2 separate regions of the Ovis aries genome follow, and region 2 is linked to region 1. Evidence: chromatin contacts called from public Hi-C data. All regions are on one chromosome and are shown on one strand. The core of a region is the stretch at or near the end of the contact, and the rest is flanking DNA. Distances in the headings are between cores, read along the strand shown.

Evidence for each region. Hi-C and Micro-C count contacts between places; a contact is called where the count stands out from the background.
Region 2: a contact with region 1 is called in a Hi-C map of hypothalamus, with 3 times the contacts expected there. The contact joins the enhancer-like site here to the promoter of RBM39 in region 1. A contact is called at or near these places in 6 of 16 Hi-C or Micro-C datasets (hypothalamus, liver, omental adipose tissue and 2 more).

Annotation. Positions count from the first base shown.
Region 1 is chr13:64,921,246-64,924,248 of ARS-UI_Ramb_v3.0, forward strand. It overlaps RBM39 (RNA binding motif protein 39), which reads right to left and starts at 1,581. Exons shown (of 17, transcript XM_060397742.1): 1 at 1,287-1,581; 2 at 1-663.
Region 2 is chr13:65,023,149-65,026,151 of ARS-UI_Ramb_v3.0, forward strand. The region is part of intron 10 of PHF20 (PHD finger protein 20); the gene reads left to right. Among named protein-coding and RNA genes, the nearest start is that of SCAND1, 59 kb to the right of the region's middle. Within about 2 kb of position 1,418, at least 29 of the 54 cell types and tissues checked have an H3K27ac peak or open chromatin away from gene starts, as enhancers often do. A contact at or near this core is called in hypothalamus and tail adipose tissue, where this site is marked.

The DNA of each region.
Region 1 (3,003 bases), core at 331-2,830:
CAAGAATTTTAGTAATTTTTAACTGAGCAGCAGATCATCACCTGCCTGTTTTAATATTTACTATTACCAGTCTTATGTATAGGATAAATTTTAAATCTCACCCATTTCTTCTTGTAAGACTTGTCTTATTTAAAGATTTGCTTGCCATAGACTGGTTATGCTTTATTATTCTTGGACCCCTGCTGTTTTCCCAAACCACTACATTCACCTTTTTGCTATACCAAACTGGAGCTGGTAATTCTTAGTTGAGTCATTTTACCTAGGGGACCACGGTACAGCGATAAGTCACTCAATTACTACCTTATGATTGACAGTTCACACTGGAATCAAAGGTGAATTCATGGGAGTAGAGGTGAGATATCGTTAGGCAAGTCTACAAAGAGAGATAGATGGGCATTTATTCATCACGCTGAAGTGAAACTACTGCACAATATTATTACATCAATAGCATATATTTACTTTTGTAAGTTACATGTAATGCATCTCTGATAAGGTAAATCAAGAGGGCTCCGGGGAGGTTAGTTTACATTTCAGCAGTAGTTTCGTGAATAATGCTAAATTAAGAAATAGATACACCTCACCGACTTGTTTTTTCTCACCTTCTTGTAAGGAGCCTCAAGCATTGCTTCAATATCAATATCGTCTGCCATTTTCTCTAAACGACTAGGTAAAAAGCAAAAATGAAAATTTGGTGAGTAAACAATTTTAAATTGTGCTAAATTTCCTTTTTACCAGACATATTCCAAAACCTCAGAGAGGTCCCACGGAATGACTAAAACGGGACCATTTTAGTAGGCTTGGCAATTAAACCTAAAATGTCCCCAACATCAAACACGCTAGACAGATTAAGTACTCTATTTTTAAAAAGCCTACAGCGCCTCAAAAAACAGAACCCGAGAATCTCGAGCCAAAGCGCCGCTTTCGCGCAAAACCCCGCGCTGCCATTTTAGGGGCAAAGGGAAACTCCCTCGGCTGGGAGGGGTTGTGTGCCATGGCAGCGTTCGGCTGGCGCCATGTTGGGAGGTCGCGGTCGGCCCGGGCCTCGAAGGGACAGGTCGCCATCTACCCGAAGCCTCTCTAGAGCCCACGCCACCCGAAAACCCTGAAACACATTCGATCGGAAAAGGGCGCGGTCGTCGAAAAGACGACGATTTCTAAAAAAATCTACCCCCCCACCCGCCCCCAGCCCGGTCGCTTAAAATCGCCTAAGGAGTGCCCCTCAACCCAGAAAAGAACCAAACCTCAAAAAAGCCCGGAAAATACGCGGGTCCGCGATGCCTCCTCACCTGTGCGGGCTTCCCGGGTCCCTGCGGTGCTCGTATTCAGAAAGAGGGGGGCTGTGGCTGCCGCCGCTGTTGCTACTGTTAAGCCGCTAGGCCCAGGCCGCGGTACCACCCAGCCCGAATTTCGGGCTCAGAGAGCGGACAGGCCCAAGCGAATCTAAAAGAGACAATGGGATTAGAGGAGCCCGCGCGGGAGTTCAGGACGGCGGCTTCGGCAGCTCAGGATCCACCCCTGCGACAGTGTCGGCAAGCTCTCTGAAATGGCGGCCGCAGCTTCCCCGTACTCACATTCACCAACACACATACACACACACAAACACACGGGGCCTCACAGAGCCCTCAGCACGGGCTCTCGCGAGAAGCAGCTCCTAATTCCAGTCCAGAGCAGCGGAAATATCGCGAGATTTAAGCATCGGCCCCCAGCGACCATGGCCCAATCTCGCGCAATGATTGCGCCACAGATATTCCCATCCCCCACTCAGAAAGGCGCCTTTGAGTCCCTACTCTTGATTAGCGTCCACATCTCGCGAGATCACTCAAGCTGCTAGCGCAAAGGCAGTTGGTACACATACTGTCAATCTTCCAGAAAACTCATCGCTGAGTGGAGTTCAGTGGTCACCGCCTCCTCGTGGCCACCGCCCCAGAGCTATCAGAAGGTTTCTGAGATGACGGCTGCTTCCTCCACCGGGCCAAGGTCGCTGTAAACCGATCTAGTCCATATGGCTCTAAAATAAAACGAAAAGGCTGTTATACAAATTATCTGCCAAGGGTGAAGACGGAGTGAAAAGCAAGCAAGAGAGAAGATGAAAAGAGACGTTCAGGGGTAGGGGGCTAAGAGTGTGAAACAAAACGATGTCTCGGCCTGTGGAGCCAGTGGACTGCCTAGCTTCAAAATACCCTTGGAAGTAGTGGGCAAAGAGAAGGTGAAAAAACACTGCATCCCTTGGCAGTGGTCCAGTTCTGTGCCCCTCGAATTTATAATCTGACCTTGTGTGGGAGTTGCTATTGTTTCTTCAGAAATGTACCCCATTCCCCTGGGTATGTACTCAATGTACATGAAACTGAGCAAAGTGAAGGACAAGGAAACCTGCATTCTATGGGCTCGCAAAAAGTTGGACACGACTTAGCCAGTGAACAGTAATCCCCTTGGGACTTGGCTCCTTGTCCCTGAAGTCCCCCAGATGCATGGCAGTTGCAATGTACAATCACCACTTGTTCTTTGGTCCACACGGTGAAAAAGCGGAGAGCAGAGAGGTCATTGTCTACAAGACTTTAAGATAAAAATGGTTGGAAAATTTTAGAGAGGAAAAAAAGCAAAGAAATCTTGAGAGAGAAAATCTAGACGTCTCTTGACAGCTTAATGATAGACTGCAAAGATTTGAGATGAGTTTGTATAGCTCCTCCAATACTGTGACCTTGGACAAGTAAATGAACCTACCCTCCATTTCTTCCTGTGAAGAAGAGTATAATTACTAAACTTCTTGTTAGTGAGGAAGGCCAGTAATGCTCGATAGTGAATTCTCAGCACTTAGCCGGATGCGCAGGTAGAAGCTCATTAAATCAATGAATGGATGAATGAAGGCCTAATAGAAGTATAGACAGGATTGAATGAGGTAATAGCTGCTTTTGCCATGAAAAAATGCCTGGCAAATCTTTAATCCTGAAAAAAGTTAACTTCTATTATCTCTAAATAAAATATTTAGAGGAAATCTTGGTGTAA
Region 2 (3,003 bases), core at 168-2,667, 100 kb after region 1:
CTTTACCCTGCCCGGCTGCTGCCTGCTGTCGCTCCAGTTTCATCTTTCCTCAGTTCCTCTCCTTCCTGCTGCCTCTGTCCAGCCATAGTCCTTGTCCTCCAAGCAAGTATGGTCATCATTTTTGAGTCATAAGGAGACAGCAATTAAAGGTTTTATTTAGTGTTGATATTAAAATTTACATTTAATTTTTCACAGTGAGAACACTAAGGTATACTAATTTTGTAAGTACAATTTCTTGATGAGTTTTCACAACTACTCTGGCATAAAGACAGTTAAGGACCCCTATTTAAAGATTATTATTAATATATAAAGAGTCATTTTGCTGTTTGTTTCCCTCCTATAAATTTCAAAGCCAAATATACTAGGAAAAATTAAAACTAAGTAAAAGTAAAACTAAGTGAAAAGTCCTCCATTACTCTTCCCCCTCTTGAAAGAACCATGGAACAGTTTGGTATATGCTTTTCCATTCTTCAACACGTGGTTCTCTGCATATACAAACACACATGTACCCATGTCACTTTTTAAAAACAGAGTGGTAGAATCATATTCTTGCATTAGTTAATGGCTTATCATTTTTATACAGCATTTTTCCGTGTCAGTTCATAGCTGTTTCATGATTATATATAATTTATTTCTTTGGATGATTTTCCATAATTTATTTAACTTCCCACTGTGAAAGACATCTAAGTTCTTGTTAATTTTTCACTGTTAATTCTCCCTGTTTTATAAAAGAACCTAGTATGTGGCAAGAAGGGGTAACTCAGCCAGAGTTAGAATAACACGTTTTCCAATGACTGGGTCACTCCACCTCCTGTCTTCTAACTGAGTACTGAATGCCATCTGATGAGATGCTGGGTGCTGTATAAACCAGGTGAAGTGAACACACATCCTGCCTTTAGAGAGGTTGTAACATGGAGCTCGCACTGCCCTCGAGGGCAAGTGTTAAAGCAGGGTGTAGACTCAAGTAAGCAGCTTAGTAGGCCAGCTTTGAAGAGCACTGTGTGTGGCACACGTGATGTCAGTGCTCCAGACAGGGTGGCGCCTTGGAAATTCTTTAATTTGAGAGGCTGGAAGTGTTGATCTGGAAACTGAATGATGTTCCTGGTTTTTCTTTTGGAACATGGGCTTAGTGGTGAGCACAGGATGAAAAGATTGCTGGTTGTTGAGAACTCATTCACCAGGAATGTATTATGTAAGTCAGCAGGAAGGAGGGCGGGATCATTCTCAGAAGCATCCCGCAAGGCCCCCAGAGGCCAGGGTGCTGCTGTGTTAGTCACCGTTTAGAGGTTGCTGTCCTGAGGTGGTGCCAGTCTTGTAATTTCTAACTGGATGGAGTCAAGATCAGTGTGAAGGAGGCTGGGAAGGCAACACCATCTAGTCTAGAGCAGAAGCCCTGCATTAGCTGCTCCATACGCAGCTCTGGCCTTTGGGGCAGCTCTGCCATCTTGTGGAATAACTGCTCAGTTTCTCTTGTGAGGGCCAAGTGTGGATAGTCTTGCCAGGGTTGCTTTCCTCCCACTTAGCTATTCTGTGACCTCCAAGTATTTTTCCTGCGTAAATTTTTTCATCTTTATATTTAAAAGATGTTTTTATTTTGACACATTGGAAGACGTAAAAAGTTGCAAAAATAGTAGAAAGAATTTCTTGTATACCTTCAACCAGATTCCCTGTTTGTTAGCAGTTTTCTATGTTTGCTTCATTATTCTATTCTTTAAAAACTATTTTTTTCTGAATTATTCGCAAGTAAGTTGCAGACCGTTACCCCTAAATTTCTCAGTGTCTATTTCCTGATAACTAGAACATTTAATTACATGACCATAATTTAATTATCAAAGGCAGGACCTTATTCAGACTTCATCAGTTCTGATAATGTTCTTCATAGCAAACATGGAGGAAACTTTTTTTGGAGGGGATCAGGATCCAACTCAGGATGTCACACTGGATTTAATTGTCATGTTTCATTAGTTTCCTTTCATCTGAAACATTTTTTGTCAGTGTTTTGTTTTTCATGACCTTGACATTTCTGAAGAATATGATGTCGTTAAATTTGGGTTTTTTTTTAATGTATCCAGATAATTAGATTTAGGTTATTCCCTTTTAGCAGCAACACCATGCAAGTGATGTATCCTTTTCAAGTGTATTCTAACAGGAGCTGCATGATATCTGTCCCATTTATTGGTGAAGTTAACTTTGGTCACTTGGCTAAGGGTACTGCCCACCAGGTTTCTCTACTGTAAGGCTGTTATTTTTCCCTTTATAGTTACTAAGTTTCTGGTGAGAGGATACCTTGAATATATGTAAATATCTTTATTTACATATACTCAAATATCTATGTGTTTCTTTATCAGGAGTTCACCCTAATATCCACTTCTGCTTCTTGCCTGATAAATATTTTTACTCTGAGGTCTACCAAATGGTGATTTGTAACTCTCATCATTCCTTCTACGTTTATTAGTTTGTATTGTGTTAAGGAAGTGCCTGCCTGCTTGCCTTTCCCCCTCTCCCTGATTCCCCCCTCCCTCCCTTCTTTCCTTCCTTCCCTCTTTTTATCCACATGGTCTCGTGGCATTTCTTTTGTTCTGCGGGTTATAATGGTTTCTGTCTTTATTTATTCTAATAACCACCTTGTGGAGCCCTTCAAGCTAGTTCCTTCACTTTCTGGCATAAGAAAATGTAGCACACTCATCCTGTACTCACCCAGCCTTGGATTCAGCCATTTCTCCAGGAAGCCCTGATTTCTTTTAAGTGGTGAATTGTGTTTAGAAACCAAGAGCTGAGTGCTGGTACACTCACTGCTCCTGGCGTTCACAGAGAACACCTGAGAGTTCCTCTTTACCACCTGTTTTCCTAGCTTAAGCTTCTCTCTAGAGCTGTCAACAGTTTGATACCTATCCTTCTGGTTTCCTTTCTGTGCATTTTATAATACCTTTCCCCCCATCTGCAACCATACATGTCGTACAGTGTACACTGAACAACTTTCTGTTTTCACTTAGCAGTGTATCT